Regions from separate parts of the Mus musculus genome. Here region 2 is linked to region 1. A link is a contact called in public Micro-C data. All regions are on one chromosome and are shown on one strand. The core of a region is the stretch at or near the end of the contact, and the rest is flanking DNA. Distances in the headings are between cores, read along the strand shown.

Evidence for each region. Hi-C and Micro-C count contacts between places; a contact is called where the count stands out from the background.
Region 2: a contact with region 1 is called in a Micro-C map of embryonic stem cells, with 13 times the contacts expected there. The contact joins the promoter of Tjp1 here to the promoter of Klf13 in region 1. A contact is called at or near these places in 1 of 39 promoter capture datasets (liver) and 2 of 484 Hi-C or Micro-C datasets (both in embryonic stem cells).

The regions. Positions count from the first base shown.
Region 1 is chr7:63,937,284-63,940,937 of GRCm38.p6, reverse strand. Klf13 (Kruppel-like factor 13) reads left to right here and starts at 2,023. Exons shown (of 2, transcript NM_021366.3): 1 at 2,023-2,971. The coding sequence starts at 2,392.
Region 2 is chr7:65,369,404-65,373,057 of GRCm38.p6, reverse strand. It overlaps Tjp1 (tight junction protein 1), which reads left to right and starts at 1,814. Exons shown (of 27, transcript NM_001163574.1): 1 at 1,814-2,248. The coding sequence starts at 2,222.

The DNA.
Region 1 (3,654 bases), core at 774-3,273:
ATAATGTAGGAGTCCAGTGAATATGTATGTCCCAGGAAGGTCCACCGTGGAGGACACCACCAAAAAGTGTTTTTGTTTGTTTGTGTTTTTGTTTTGTTTTTTTGGTTTTTCGAGACAGGGTTTCTCTGTGTAGCTCTGGCTGTCCTGGAACTCCCTTTGTAGACCAGGCTGGCCTTGAACTCAGAAATCCACCTGCCTCTGCCTCCCAAGTGCTGGGATTAAAGGCGTGCGCCACCACGCCCAACCAAAAAGTATTTTATGTACTGCAGAATGCCCCTGGCTGCAGAGGGACAGAAAGACATGCATGGACTGAAAGGCAGTGTAGGGGCCAGCTCTTTCCCAATGAGATGACTGTCTGTGGCATGTGGTGGGAACAGAGGAGCAATCTGAGTCATCACTTGGTCAGGACACAGTCTCTTAAATGCCATCAACATAATCTGCCTGGAACAAAGATGACTACTTTCTGCCAAGTGGAGACCCTCCTACAAAGCCCTGATCCAGCTTCTCCACAAAACAGCAGCCCAATGGTGTGGAAATTCAGGGTGTGTGCTCACACTCGGGGTGTTCAAACGTTAACCTAAAGTTTCACAACTGAAAATTCCAAATTGTTCAGTTTCCTCAATTATCAGAAATCAAAGTCTTTTCTATTTTAGGCTCCCATTTAACTTGGGGAAGAACTTGAAATCAGAGCCATGGTTCTTAATTTTCACCAGTAGTGAGGTGACTGACCCTTCTTTAGCTCACTGGGGTCGACCAACCGGCAGTCGGGTCTCCCTGACTTGGTGGCTGACTTATTTTAAGGTATCATCCACAATGAAAAGGAGAGGCTGCTGATCCTACCCTCACAGGTCAGAGGCCAGTTGCGGCCAAAGTCTTTTGAGTGTGTTAAGATTGGTTCAAAGGCAGTTGGAAGCTACGGGTCTCTCTGATGATGGCCTAGTGTTCAGAGAGGAAAGAACATGAATGTGTGTCTAGACTTTAGAGCAAGGTGGCCTAGTTGGAAGGCCCCGGCAGGACGCAGCGGAGCATTTCCTTCAGAGGCCCAGACAGTGGATGGGTGGGGCGCCCTGGGCGGGGTCCTCGCAGCTGGTGGTGTTTGAAGCCTCCAGGACCGCGGTGGGAGAGGGGCGGCCTGGAGAAGTTGGCAGCAGGCCTGGGGCAGGAAGGGGGAGGAAGGGGCCCCGTGTTCCCTGAACAGCCGCGACCGCAGCCCCAGCACGTAGCTCACTCCCTCAGCATTGGCAGTGGTGGGTCCTGCATCAGCCAGGTTAACATAGGCTCAAGGGCAGTTCGGCCGCGCGGGGGCGGGGCGGCCCCAGTGGTGACAAGGCTCGGGCCAAGGTTGCGTAGAGAACCGGAGCTCAATAGGAGCGGGGTGAGGAGGTGGCTGGAGATGGGCAATGCAAACCCGGCCACCAGAGAACTCCGCTGCGGTGGGGTGAGGCTCGGTAATGTCCCGCCCATAGGCGAGGTCGGCCGCTTAGGTCCCATAGGGACCGATACGCCACCTTGCCCGCACTCCCGGCGGGCGGAGCGACCACAGGGTGTCTTGCTCAGTGTTGCCATCCTCGTGCCACCCACTGCTGCCTGCTCACAAAAGCTCTGGCATGGAAAGGGCCGGCGGGGTTCCCGCTGCGGGAGGCACGCGCCCCAGCCCTGCGCCGCTACACAGCGGCCCGCCACCCTCGGACGTCATGCGTCTGCGCGCCGCGCGCCCGGCTCCGATTTCCGCCCCTCCTCTTGCAGGCCCAGGGGCACGCCCACTGGCGCGCGCAGGTCCCGCGGCCAGTAGAACCCTCTCGAGGACCGGATTGGCTGCATAAAGTACTCAAGAGCCAATGGAGTTCGCGTCTACCACTGGCCACGCCCCTCCTGAGGCGCTCCAGGCTCCCCGCCCCCTTCGTGCGCGCTGCTCCCTGCGGCCGCTGCCGCCTGTAACCTGCGCCGCCAGGATGTGGCTGGGGGCTGACGTCGGGTCCAGATGTGGCCCCGGCCCCGCCCACCCCCGGGGCCGGTCCGCCCACACCGAGCCGCGGCGCGCACGGAGGCTGTCCCGCCTGCCACAATGCACGGTGGAACTGCGACCACAACTTGCAGGGGTCGTGCCTAACGTCGCCTCCGCTCGACGTCCCTAAGACAGGCCGACTCTGACGCCGCACGCGGACCCTCCTTACTGGAGCCCCCCATGCGCTCACCCTCCAGTGCCCGGCCAGGCGGACGCGGAGCCGCGCGGGTGACGGCAGAAGCGGCTACGCGCCCAGCCTAGCCCAGCCCAGCCCAGCCGGAGAAGAGGGCGCGCCGCGCCCCCGCCCCCCGCCGCTCCCGGAGGCCGTGGGTGCGGATGCGCCGCTGACGACTCCTGCGAGAGCACCGCGCGCCCTAGCCCGCAGCATGGCAGCCGCCGCCTATGTGGACCACTTTGCCGCCGAGTGCCTCGTGTCCATGTCCAGCCGCGCAGTCGTGCACGAGCCGCGGGAAGGACCTGAACCCCGGCCCGAGGGCGCGGCCGCCGCCGCCCCCACACTGCCCCGCGTTGACGAGCGCCGCGACGGCAAGGACAGCGCCTCGCTTTTCGTGGTGGCTCGGATCCTAGCGGACCTCAACCAGCAGGCGCCGGCGCCCGCCCCCGCGGAACGCAGAGAAGGGGCCGCTGCGCGCAAGGCGAGGACCCCCTGCCGCCTGCCGCCTGCGCCCCCTGCGCCGCCACCCGGCCCAGAGCCCGCCTCCCCGGGACAAGCAGGCGCGCCGGCCGCGCCCCCCAGCCCCGCGTGGAGCGAGCCGGAGGCGGCATTGGAGCAGGAGCCCGGCCCCGCGGGGAGCGGCGAGCCTGGCCTCAGACAAAGGGGTCGGCGAGGCCGGAGCCGCGCGGACCTCGAGTCCCCGCAGAGGAAGCACAAGTGCCACTACGCGGGCTGCGAGAAAGTTTACGGGAAATCTTCGCACCTCAAGGCGCACCTGAGAACTCACACAGGTCAGTGGGGCGGCGGGGACGCCGCGAACGCGCGGACTAGGGACTGCTTGGGACCGGCCACGCCCCCAGAGCTTCGGGCCCAGCGCTAGAGGGGGCCGGGGCCGAGGGCGGGGAGCCATGAGCTGAGGGCGATCGCAGCCGCGCCCCTGTCCTGGCGCTCTGGCCTCGCGTGACGCTGGCCGTGGCGCTTGGAGCCGGCGCCCTCTCGGCGACCGCGCCCCCATCGGGCACGCCCCCTCCCAGGCTCTTGGGGCGGGGCCGCGGGGGTAGATGTCGTCATCCGGGCTGCGGGCGGCGCGGGCAGGTGCGCTAGAGGTGGTTGGGGGGGGGGGCAGGCGGCGCTCCCTTTTGGGGCGTAGGTGCTCGGGGAGCTGGAGTCTCGCCACCCCTCTTCCCAGGCCTCCGGGCGGGCTCTGGCGAGGGAGGGGCCGGCTGGGGCGGGCGAAGTTCACGCGGGGACAGGGCTCCCTTCAGCCACTCGGCACATTCTTCGTTCTCTTCTTCCTGTAATTTTTCCAGGGCTCTAAGGTTTAATTTGTCGCAACCCGACCCAGCGGCGGCGCTGGCCGACGCGGGGGGCGGTCCCAGTCCTCGCTCCCTACCCCACGGCTCTTTGTGGGAGCCCCAGCCCATCCGGCCGGCGGGGGCGCGCCCGGCCGCAGGGGGCTGCGCTTGCTCTAGGA
Region 2 (3,654 bases), core at 565-3,064, 1.4 Mb before region 1:
AAAAAAAAAAAAAAAAAAAGAATCCGGGCGTGGTGGTGCACGCCTTTAATCCCAGCACTCAGGAGGCAGAGGCAGGCGGATTTCTGAGTTCGAGGCCAGCCTGGTCTACAGAGTGAGTTGCAGGACAGCCAGGGCTACACAGAGAAACCCTGTTTCAGAAAAAAAAAAAATCTATTCAACTTACCTAGTGCAGCTTATAGTTCATGTTAGATAATTTAATTTGGTTACTCAAAATACCACTGGAAAAATTTTAAGAATGGTTACATTATTTGGAAATTTTTAATTGACACACTTTTTAAAGCAAAGTGTTCTGAAAGTGAAATGGTTTTCCTTGATTTCATTTTTTTTTTAAAGCCATGGCAAGATAAGACCAATCAGGTAAATTAGATGTAGACACGATGTAGTGATCTAATATTTAGCTTACATAATAGACTTGATAAACTGATTGACCAAAGAGAAAAGGGAAGGAGTAGGCGCATCAAACTGCTAGGCAGGTTTGCAGAGTGCATCTCTTATTAAATGGTAATGCCCTCCCTGGTATGAAAGTCCTTCAGGAACCGCTTTCTCAGCCACAGCACACCCAAGTCTTTTATAATGCTGTTTTCTCATAGGATAAATTTAATCACCCCCTTTGAGAGAACACAGGACACTTTGCCTGTGAAATAACTACACACACCACAACTAAAACAAAACAAAACAAAAAACAAAACTGACTTTAACTGTTTTCCTACATGCCGAGAAACAGGGTTTGGTTTGCACGATGCTCTTTTCTGGTTCAGCTGGCTTAGAGTTACAAAATACTTGACTTTGAAACCTTAATTGATGTTTACATTTCATGTATGGATATTTCCAAGTTAGAATTAGGTTTAAATTGGTCATATAGTTGAATTCTCAAAAGACAACAATAGTCTAAAAGCCGATGCTTCTGTCTCCCTCTTCCTTGTATGGCTACTGTAGCACTATGCTAGGTACTTTAGGATGTTATCTAATGTTACTAAATTTTTCTAATATTCCTTAAGAGCTTTGCAGTATACAGAATGTAAATTAATGAAGCTCGAAATAGTTTTCTACCTAATTTTTTTTTTTTTTTTTTTTTGGTTCAGCAAGACAGTTGGCCTAAGTTTGCACAGTGGCCTATTGAACTTGTTGAATTCCGCGTGTCCTTACATCCTTTTCTGGTTTAGAAAGGCAGGCAGCCTGCTCTGTCTCTTCAGGGGCCAAGAATTTCAGCAATCTTGATAGCCTAAAATATTCTATTGAGATCCCTGTCTAGCGAGGCGGGAGAAGGGGGCTGGGATTATCTCAGTGTCCAGATTTGTACCTGGTTTATTTAAGGCAGTCGGTTTGTCCTGAGCCTTCTAGAACGCTTCTGTTGTGCTTTAAACAAAAACATATCTCCAATGGGGTAACAGTGCCGAGACACATGGTGACAGTTGTGACCATTGTTACTTGCGAGGCTAAAGAAACCACAGTTGGGTATTGGCCAGGCCGACCTTAATTGTCACACTCCTGCGTGGGGCCCATCTGGGGTTGCTGGTTGAGGAGAAAGTAGACAAGTCTGTGTAGGGAGTCAAAAAGCTTTAGTACACAGGAGTTTGGGGTTCTCGGGGGTGGGGGTGAATCGAATTCTGCCGGATCTGTGATAAAAACAAACAGGATGGATCGCGCGGCAGCGGAAACCGCCTAGCAAGTAACTTGGGTAGCCGAGCTTTTCCTTCCGCGCGGGGGTCGGACCCGGCCTGGCCCCGCCCCTCGCGGAGGCCCCGCCCCCGCCGGCTGGGCATGCTCAGTGGCCCGGTCCGGCAGGTTTTGCGTGGCCGCCTGAGTTGCCCGCGACGGCTCTGCCCGCCGACGGCACGTCTCTCGGCGGCCGCGCGTTCCGGGGAAGTTACGTGCGGGAGCAGGCTTTGGAGGAGACGCCCGAGGGTGTAGGGGACAGCCGGAGGCCCGGGTACTGCGGAGCGGCGAGCCGGCGGAGGGCGGCGGAGGCCGAGCAGGCGGCCGGGTGTGCCCCGCGGAGAAGCCCGGGCGGGGCGGACGCTTCCCGGACTTTTGTCCCACTTGAATCCCCTCCCCGTGGGCCGGGCCTTTCCGGCCTCCCCCGCCCCTGCCCCGCTCGTCCCCGGGAGATGTTTATGCGGACGGTGGCGTGAGGAGCGGGCGGGCCGGCGGCGCGGAGTTTCGGGTCCGAGGAGCTTCGCGCGGCGCGGAGAGAGACAAGATGTCCGCCAGGGCCGCGGCCGCTAAGGTGAGAACCTCTCGGCCAGCCGGGCGGCGGGCTGGGCGGCGGGGGGCGGCGGGGGAGCCTCGCCCCGCCCTCCCCGCGGCGGCAGCCGGGGGCGACCGCGGCGGGGCGGTGAGGGAAGGCGGGAGGGCGGGCTGGGGGTGCGCCTGCCGCCCGGGCAGGTGCACGGCTGCCGGTGCCTGGCTCCGGCTCGCGCTGGGAGGCGACGTGCAACAGGTCCCGCGCCTGGAAAGTCGCCCCGGGTGAGGATTCTCAGGTCCCGGGAGCGTGTCTGCGGAGACCCGGGGGTGTCAGCTGCAGCAGGAGGGTGGGTGGGTAGCCGCGGGGCTGGCTCTGGAGGAGTGGTTGGTACCCGACGAAACCCTATAGTTTCGATCTGATGTCACCCGCTGCGGTATGCGCAATGGCAGCGATAAAGCTTGGAGACAGCAAAACACTCAGCTCTAGAGTAGCTATGGTTTATTTTGAGGTTTATTATTTATGTGAGGCCACAGAAGGAGGAAAGTTTTTAAGCACTTTAATTTCAACTTTCAGAAGTAGCACAAAGTGTCCCTACACATGGACAGTAAGATGGGTGCAAACCAAAAGAGCCCGGTGAATTCTGCACAAAACAACTTGCCTATTTTCCTGTGTGCTTTGAAGTGTGCTTCTTGACAGTGTGTTATATTATTATTACATTAGGCTAAAATTCTTAAAGATGAAGTAGAATCCTTCTTTTGTACGTTTTAATTAAAAAAAAATCCTAAAGTGCTTGCTTTTTCAATGACAGACATACAGTGTGAGAAAAATCAATCCGTTATTCAAACAGCTTAAACAGGTGGTGATTTTATGTAGTTTTCTATTTGAAATACTTAATCATAACCTTTGAGAATAGATGGAAATTTCTGAATTCTTGACAGGACCTTGTTTCTTTGGCAGATACAAGGTTTAGTATAGATTGTTTTAAGGAATAGAGTATTGCTCCTGTAGGAGTAATTTAGTTTGTATCTTTTTTTTTGAGCAAACATTGATAAGAGATCTAAAAGAAAGACTGGGTCCAAAAACTAGAATCAGTGCAACATTTGTTACTTTTAAAATATAAGTGATGATATTTGCATTTGCTGGGACTTCCTTTCCTGGGATGAAAGGCTTTGTTGCCATATTACACAGAATGTCAGTTTGTTTCAGAGTGTGAGCTCTGGTACTTGTTAGTCAAGACAACACACTTGGAAAGTGTTATTCCAAGAGAAGTGTTTCCAATAGCTTGCTGTGGCAAGGTGATTTAGAAGGTGTGCTTTTACACATAAATTATGGTATTGAGATCTTATGGCACATAGGGGCACCTCTGTAGTTAAATATTTGCGTCCTTAGCTGGGAACTGAAGGGTTATTTTCTTGGATGCAGTCTTACATAAAGCCAGGCCCTCCCTC